Linked DNA regions of Bos taurus: region 1 is linked to region 2. A link is a contact called in public Hi-C data. All regions are on one chromosome and are shown on one strand. The core of a region is the stretch at or near the end of the contact, and the rest is flanking DNA. Distances in the headings are between cores, read along the strand shown.

What was found. Hi-C and Micro-C count contacts between places; a contact is called where the count stands out from the background.
Region 1: a Hi-C map of skeletal muscle shows a contact between it and region 2, with 4 times the contacts expected there. The contact joins the promoter of FLT1 here to the enhancer-like site in region 2. A contact is called at or near these places in 2 of 11 Hi-C or Micro-C datasets (blastocyst and skeletal muscle).

The regions. Positions count from the first base shown.
Region 1 is chr12:31,622,604-31,626,559 of ARS-UCD2.0, reverse strand. FLT1 (fms related receptor tyrosine kinase 1) reads right to left here and starts at 2,075. Exons shown (of 30, transcript NM_001191132.4): 1 at 2,012-2,075. The coding sequence starts at 2,075.
Region 2 is chr12:31,493,403-31,497,589 of ARS-UCD2.0, reverse strand. It overlaps LOC101904156 (a long non-coding RNA gene), which reads right to left. Exons shown (of 6, transcript XR_009496708.1): 4 at 4,182-4,187. Among named protein-coding and RNA genes, the nearest start is that of POMP, 13 kb to the right of the region's middle. Within about 2 kb of position 1,954, at least 6 of the 102 cell types and tissues checked have an H3K27ac peak or open chromatin away from gene starts, as enhancers often do. A contact at or near this core is called in skeletal muscle, where this site is marked.

The DNA.
Region 1 (3,956 bases), core at 826-3,325, 130 kb before region 2:
ACTATTAATACCTCATAAAATTACATAGCACCCAACAGTGAGCAGAGCTGGGACCTGAAAAATCCACAGAACAGAAACTTGGCCCCTATCTAGACACCGTTCCCTAGACAGGAGCCCCTTCCTCAGTCTGAAAGCCCTGATGAAGTTTAGAAATTAGGTAGCTGATTATCTTACAGGGAGACAGCTGTGCACCCTGGGGAGAAGCCTGTGTGGTTTGCAAAGTCCTCATTAGCAATTAGAAACCCGAGCAGCTGATAGAACGTTTCCTATACACGCAGGTGAAGACATTCTCACCATGCCAATGTTTCTCTCCCGCTTTCTCCCTATAACACATATGTATAAAAATGTTTTTTTTTTTTTTAATTCACAAAAGAGTTCCAAGATTTCTGCCTCATTTAAGTAAAATGAAGAGGAATCATAAGAGAATCTCACTTGCGGTTCAGGAAAGCTTCCACGGATCTAAGCTGCTTTTAACCACGAACAGAGCTATCCTTTGCTAGTTTTTGAAACAAAATAAATCTGTGTGAAGCAGAAAATCCAATAAACCATATACATTTTCCTCCATGTTTTGGATTCACAGTAATTTACCTAGATTTACTTTTACATAATAGACAGATGGACTTCATGTAATTAAAACGCTCCAAGCAATTATATTTCAAAATATCGTGACTTTGCAAACCCCCAAATGTATTTTTGAGGTAAAAAAGCAGTACTCCACTCAATATAGTTGTTTTAGCAACACTTCCAGTTTAGAGCGCGTTCTCTCCAATTACGAATCCGTTTTGCCTGTCGGTTTAACAGTTTCATCCATCTAACTGGAAGCATTACTTGTTATTTAGAAACTGAAGGATTACTAGTCTTCCCACTGAGAAAGAATATTTAACTGTTACTACCTTTTGAGTTTAACAAACATTAAAAAATATATATGCCAGCCCTCTCGCTTTCCTTCTCAAGAATCTTTGCAATAACTTATTTTATGTTACTGCATTTTAGTTCACACTGTATCTTTGCCCCAGGACGATTAAAAGCCAGGCGCTCCAAAACCTGGCTCCCTGCGCCCACCGAGGCTGAACTAGGGATCTTGGCCACTGAGCCGAAACGGCGAGTTCGAGCCCCTAAATGCCCTAGAGTTTTGGCGCCCCGCTGGGGGCTACCTCCACACTAACCCGGGGGCAACCTTCTGGTCCCGCCGCCAGTTTCCCCAACACCGGGCAAAGGCGCGGACCTCACCGATTCCTCAAATCGCATCTTTTGTTCCAAATCGTTTCCTTTCAGAACTTAAAAAACTAGACTTGCAATTCTGAAACTTAACTGGATTTGGGTCCTCAACTGCCGTCGGCGGTCAAGGTCACTCAGGTCAGCGACCTGGGCGAGTAGACCCCTGGCCGAGTTTCCACTCCGGTTGGCTGCGCGCAGCGCGCTCAGGCGCCGCGAGTAACGAGCGGCGGCGAAGAGTCGACGCCGGGGAACGTTCCCCGAGACGCGCGGGCTCGGGAGCCCTGAGTGGCTCGAAGGGTACCAGCCGTCGCCATCTCCTGGGATCTGTGTGCTCCCGCCGGGCACGCGATCCCCTCCCCAAGGGCTCACCTCCTTCCCTCGGGAGACGCTACGTCGCCGTCAGTGCCCAACATCGCCCAGCCCCCGGGCAGCCTCGCAGGCATCCTCGGAGCCGCTGTTCCGGGGGGACCCCGGCGGACCCGGCCAGGCCCTCTGGGAACAGGCTCTGGATGTCTGGCAGGTCCGAGCTCACGGCACTCCCTGAGCCCAGAACCGGGGTGGGGGTCAGTTGGCTTGCGGGAGGTCTCCAGGCGCCAAGGGGCCGCCTCAGCGCGGAGCCGAGCGCGGCGATGCTCGCGGACCCCAAATAGCGGCTCTCCGGGGGCGCCCACCCCGACGGCCCGCCGGAGGAGAAAGGACGTCACGGCCCCAGGCGGCTAAACCGCAACTAGTGTCCCGATCCCCTCGGAGCCCTGTCCCCAACCCGCCCGGGGGGTGCCCGGCCGCGCCTCACCTGTGAGCAGCAGACCGCCAAGCAGCGCGCACAGCAGGACCCCGGTGTCCCAGCAGCTGACCATGGTGAGCGCGACGCGGCCTGCTCGCCCGGTGCCCGCGCTCCTAGCTGGCGCCCACCGCAGCCGGTTCCTTCTCGCTCCGCCGCCGCCGCCGGCCCTGCTCCCCGGGCGCCCCTCTCCGCAGCCCCAGCAAGAGACAGCCACTTCCCCCGGTAATCCTCGGAGCCCGGCGTTCTCTGGCCGTTGAGTTCCAGCCCCGGGGCCGGTTCCGAGCCGCCGCCGCCGCCGCCGCCTGGGAGGAGCCAGGAGGAGTGTCGCTCCGGCGCGCTCCGAGCCTCCACCGGACCTCGATGAAGAGGAGCCGAGGGCGGGGGCGATTTTTAACCTTTCCCCTGCCCACTTCCTACCCCGGCACCTCCTTCCAGTGACGTCAAGGGGTCCCCCACCCCTCATCCGCCTCCCCACCTACCCTCTTCCTCCGGGACCTGACTCCCTACGGCTCGGGAGTGGGCGGGGGCCGCGGCGGGCGGGGGCGGGAGCGCGCGTGGGGAGGCGCGGGCGGCGGCGCCCCTGGGGCACCGACCTGCAGGTTCAGGGTCCTGGCTCCGGGCTCCTGCCCCTCTCCCCTCCTCCTCCCCTTCGCTCTCAGGAAATCCTTGCTGTCTCTCTCCGCCCGGCTTACTCAGCCCTGGGGGCCGCCCGAAGCTGGGAAGGGGACGGGGCTGGCCCTCCACTGCCCGGCTCCGGGGGCGGAAAGTCCGACCCTGGGAAGCGAGCCGCGCCTCCGAGACGGTGTCCTTGGCACGGAGGGGCGAGGCGCAGGCAGGCTCCCTCCCCGTTTCCATGCTCTTACCGCGCCGTCCCGCCGCCCGCCCCCTCCGCCCCCGCGACTCCCCCGACTGTCCCCAGACATCTAGGACGGCGCCGGACACCCTGGGCACAGGGGTCCGCGTCAGGAACGCCCGCGGGACCCGACGCTTGGCTGGCACCTTCGAGATGACCGCGAAGCCGCCGGGGTCCCTGGGGAGCGCGTCAGTGTCTTCGGCCTCACAGATGAACCCGCCCAAGTCATTTCCTAAACCCGCCGCTTCTAGAAGCAAAACAAGCAATAACATTACGATACCTTTTCAAAGGCTGAAACGTGAAGCTGCTCCTGCAACGTTCAAGGGCCGAGCGCTTGAACTTGATGAAATGCTCGAAAAGAATCTTTTCTGACGGCAGCTTGCTCCGCAAGGCGAGTGACTCCACTGCTCTTCGAACAAAACCCAGTGAAATTAACATGAGGCACTAAATCATTTGGGATGACACTAATTCCACCTTGTTCCCCAATTATGTCTCCATTACCTCATAGGCTGATACGGTCCCAGGCTCCACGGAGCAGCCCAGTCTTGCCCCTGTAAATACCGCTGGTTTGAAAAATACTTCTATTGGAACTGCCAGATAGTCACGATAAAAGGAGTGTGAAGGCTCCTAAACCCGGGGCCAGCGACTCTTCCTGAAGGACTGGACGGCCTCCCGCCTGGCAAGGTTAGGCAGACCTGGAGTTGCCACACCTGTAGATGGCAGTGCAAGGAGAGGTCCCCGCCGCGGGCGCTCCACGCGGCAACAGCGCACCGAGCGCTGGGGCGCGGGAGTCGGAGCCCCACGCGGCTCCGAGGAGAGAAAGACCACGCGGAACCTGGGCGCGCCTATCCGCTTCTCCACTTTTGCTGCTTTTCCGGGGCTCCTCTCCCCTCTCCCTGGCTCTTTCTCCTCCCTCAAGCTTGACTTCTTCAAAACCGCAGTATCATTCCGCGAACACTTCGTTAATTACGAATCGCAGGGTTAGAGGCTGATAACTGATCTTTCTTGCGACTGATCCCTCCACCCTCGGTCACAGTCCGGGACACACCTGCAGAGCCAAGGTGTCCCCCTTGCCTCACTTCAGAGCTGCTTGTCCGTCCC
Region 2 (4,187 bases), core at 705-3,204:
ATTAGTCCCAAAGAAAGTTGAACTAGTCTCATAAAACATAAACAGAAGTACTACTGAAAATATCTCTGGTGGTCCTCAGGTGAGGTCTATCAGCTCAGTAAAAAGTGATCCTTGAATTTGTCAAACACCCTAGGCTTCAAGGAGGGATGGATTGGGAGTCTGGGATTAGCAGATGCAAACTATTATATGTAGAACAGATAAACAACAAGGTCCTACTGTATAGCACAGGGAACTACAGTCAATATCCTATGATAAACCCAATGGAAAAGAATATGAAAAAAATGTGTATATATGTATGCTGCTGCTGCTGCTAAGTCGCTTCAGTTGTGTCCGACTCTATGCAACCTCATAGATGGCAGCCCACCAGGCTCTGCCGTCCCTCGGATTCTCCAGGCAAGAACACTGGGGTGGGTTGCCATTTCCTTCTCCAATGCATGAAAGTGGAAAGGGAAAGTGAAGTCGCTCAGTCATATCCGACTCTTAGTGACCCCATGGACTGTAGCCTACCAGGCTCCTCCGTCCATGGGATTTTCCAGGCAGGAGTACTGGAGTGGGGTGCCATTGCCTTCTCCGTATATATGTATAACTGAATCATATCACTGTAGAGCAGAAATTAACGCACTGTAAATCAACTATACCTCAATAAAATAAATTAAAAAACAAAACCTCTAGAATGTATAACACAAAGAACAAACCCTAGTAGAAAGTATGGACTTTAATTAATAATAATGCACTGATGTTGGCTCAACAAATGAATGTGCTACACTAATGTAAGATATTAGTCATATGCAAACTGGAGGTGGAGGAGTCAGGGGGTATAGGGTATGTCTATACTTTTCACTCAATTTCCCTGTAAACCTAAAACTGATCATAAACAGAAAGTTTACTAAGTAGAAAAAAATGGTCACTGTAGCATGTTTACATATTCATTCTCTTTCAGTTGTTGTCTAAATGAAAAGACAAAAATTTGCACATCTCATTTAGAATTCATAGCCCTCCAAAAATATGTTTGCATGTTCCAGGCTCCTCACCATGGTTCAAGGAGTGCTAAAATCAGGGGTTCGGGAATGGAGTGGGGTATTCTGAAAAGCCATTAGAACTCTTTTCTTCAAAGTGTCCCAGAAAATGTCTTGAAGGTTGTCTTTCAAAGATGTTCTTCTGGGGATATTTGTTTTTGGAGAGAGGTTAGAACACATGATCTCTAATTCCAAGATTATATAATTTTAGTTTTTATGAAGATGTAACCCTCAATTAATTTGCTTTTAGTTCTATTTTTCACAGACTGCAGTGGCCCAATGCCAGAACAATAATGTGCTTGAACTTCTGGCTTTCTAAGTCTTTCTCCTAATTCCCACAAGCCTGTCCAAATAGCAACAATTTCATCTAGGCCAACCAATTGTCAATTTTCGGTCCTGGGAAAGAATAACTAATAAACCCCACTTCATTCCAGCAAACCCAGATCACATTCCTTTCTGATGGCTTATCGCATTCCACTCTGAGCTGAGTTCCATAGTTCTAGCTGCACTTGACATCTTTGGGCAATGCTCTTCCTAACTTTTCTCTTAGAGAAACCCTAGAAAACCTTTATATTCGTTATTCCCTATGGAAAATATTTCCTTCCAGAAATCTGAGGCTAGATTTATAGAGGACTCCTGTAATTCTAAACATAAACACGTTATTGAATTCACATGTGTACTTCTTTGTTTAGTTTTAGCAAACAGCAATGGCACATTACAAGCTGGAACATCTTGGGCATTGAGAAAGTAAAAAAAACCTTCTGCAACGTGTTCACTGGATCTGAATATTCAATTTTTTCAACTGGGGTAGAATAGTTTTCCATTTGAAAGTAAGTAAGAGGGATCCTAGTCATAAGCATGGGTGTCTAAGGGAGGAGTAGACACCCACGATTTCTGGCTCCTGTCTATCTCTCTCTCCTGTCGCATTACATCAGACTGCTCACACTTCTGATGTGATTTCCAGCAAAGATGGCTGGCTGAGGCACGGCTTTTCAATGCCACCTACTGTCTGCCCCAAGAACTGCATTAACATCTCAGACGTCCTGGTCCAGAATCCATGATGGATTCAACCCTCCCAATTGCAGCAAGAGATGTATTGGAATAAAAAGAAAGAATAAAATGGAAGAGGAAGTGAACAGTCAAAGATTCTGGGGAATAAGCCTGAAAAATGAGGCGGCAAGGAAAACCTGTCTCTATTTTGCTATTTCCAAAAGGGAACCCTTATTTATAAAAGGTTACAATCAAACTCAAATAGGGGTGAGTGATGTTTCCAGTGTAGTAAGATCTAGTAATTACTCTCAAGTTGAATTAAAAGCAGTCATTTGATAACTTACCCATTGAAGGATGAAAAACATCCTTCTTTTAATATTGCTATCCCAGTGTGTTCCCTGTCTGAAAGCTATCACAAGGTATTTTTGAACACAGTAACAAGTTAAAAGAAAGACAAAACATGCCTCCCTAAAGTGTTGAGACTCTTCTTTTTTCACTTGAGTGGTAATTATTTTTTCTCATACTTTCACCAGTTTCAGGAAAGGGTGGGTTAGAGTCAGGGGCTTCCTGAAACTTTTTAGAACAAAAATTCTAATTCAGTGTGTTCAGAGGGGCCCCGTGAGAATCGTGTTTTGGAACATACCGACCCCATGTGGTATTATCTTTGCCAACTTTGCAGTTTCGTGTGAGATTTATTTTTAATCTTTAACAAAGCATGCCTGTGTTTATCTTAACTTACGAAAAAAGCGTAATCGTTTAAAACAAAACTTTTAAAAATAATTAAATATACAATGAATGCTGAAACATAAAAGTCAGACAGAATGTTACCTTAACAAGAAAGAGCTTCCTAAAGATCAAAGGATTGCTGTTTGTTTTATTTGCTTAAGTAACCAGTACTTTCACTTTAAGGGATTCAGTGGCTATTTGAAGGAGGCTAGGAGGTCTCCATTGCCCAACCCCCACCAAGATAAAGGCTTCCCACCCCTCACATTGAGAGCTGGGAACTTTACTTATTGACACTAAAAATATATTCTTCGTGTTTAGAATGGAATGCTGAGATTTGATTGAAGACAGTACATGAATCAAGTGAATGGCATTTGGGGGGCATGTCTTTCAATCTTACTTAGAGGTTTTGGGGAAAGACCATCTTTTGAGCTTGCCTTCTGTGTGTGTGTGTGTGGCCATATGTCATCATTATAGCACTGAGGAGGTGCTCTATGACCATCCTGGAATGCAGTGCTTCCAAGTGCAATGCACCTCTTATATTGTTGATTTTAATGCTAGCTTCAATAAAGGAGGGAAGAAATGGGCTGTAGAGCATGTCTTTTTTTTCCTCTAAGTACCTTCAGATTTGGGTTTTCAGTCAGTGATACTAGCTAAGTCATTTGTGGACTGACATGTGAGAACAGGATGAGATGGAAATACATTCAGTTCACTTGGTGGTGGCCTGTAAGAGGTGGGTTTGTGTAATGGTGGTCCCTCCTTCTATGAGGCCTCTGTAATCAGCCAAAGCAACCTTAGATAGTGCAATATCCGGTTGTTCCCAGTCTGCTATCAGGTGAGCACTATAAATGCTGCATAAATACCACTTAAAGAGAAATGATAGTTCATTTGTCTCCTATGTGTCCCCTCCAAACAGTTTCAAAATCTTTGCTACTTTTTATGAAAACTTTCAACCAATACTTATTTTGCATGTGGCTAGATTGTGATTTCTGGGGTTTTTTAAAGGGCACTGTGGCTGAATTTTCTACTCAGGAAGTATAGCAAAATGCTGAGCTTGAGCTCTAGAACCTGACAAACTGATTTTGTCACTGACTTATGACAGTCAGTGCAGTGAAAGTTTCTAAGTCTTAATTTGCTCATTTGCAAAATGGCAATTATTAATAATGTTTAATTTGAAAGGTTTGAACACAGGTAGAGGTCTCAACACAGGGTCTGGCATTCTGTGGGAACTGTTTTAAGGAAGGATATGTATCCAAGACCCTAAATCAATTACCAGAAGCCAAGTCAATTACCAGAAGGTTGAGGGAATCTCACACCATCTTTTTTTTTTATTTTTGCTTTTTGGCCACGCCATTCAGTCAACCAGGGATCAAACCCACACCGGTTGCAGGGGAAGAAGAGTCTTAACCACTGGTTCGCCAGGGAAGTTCCCCACACCACCCCTCTTTTCACCTTGGT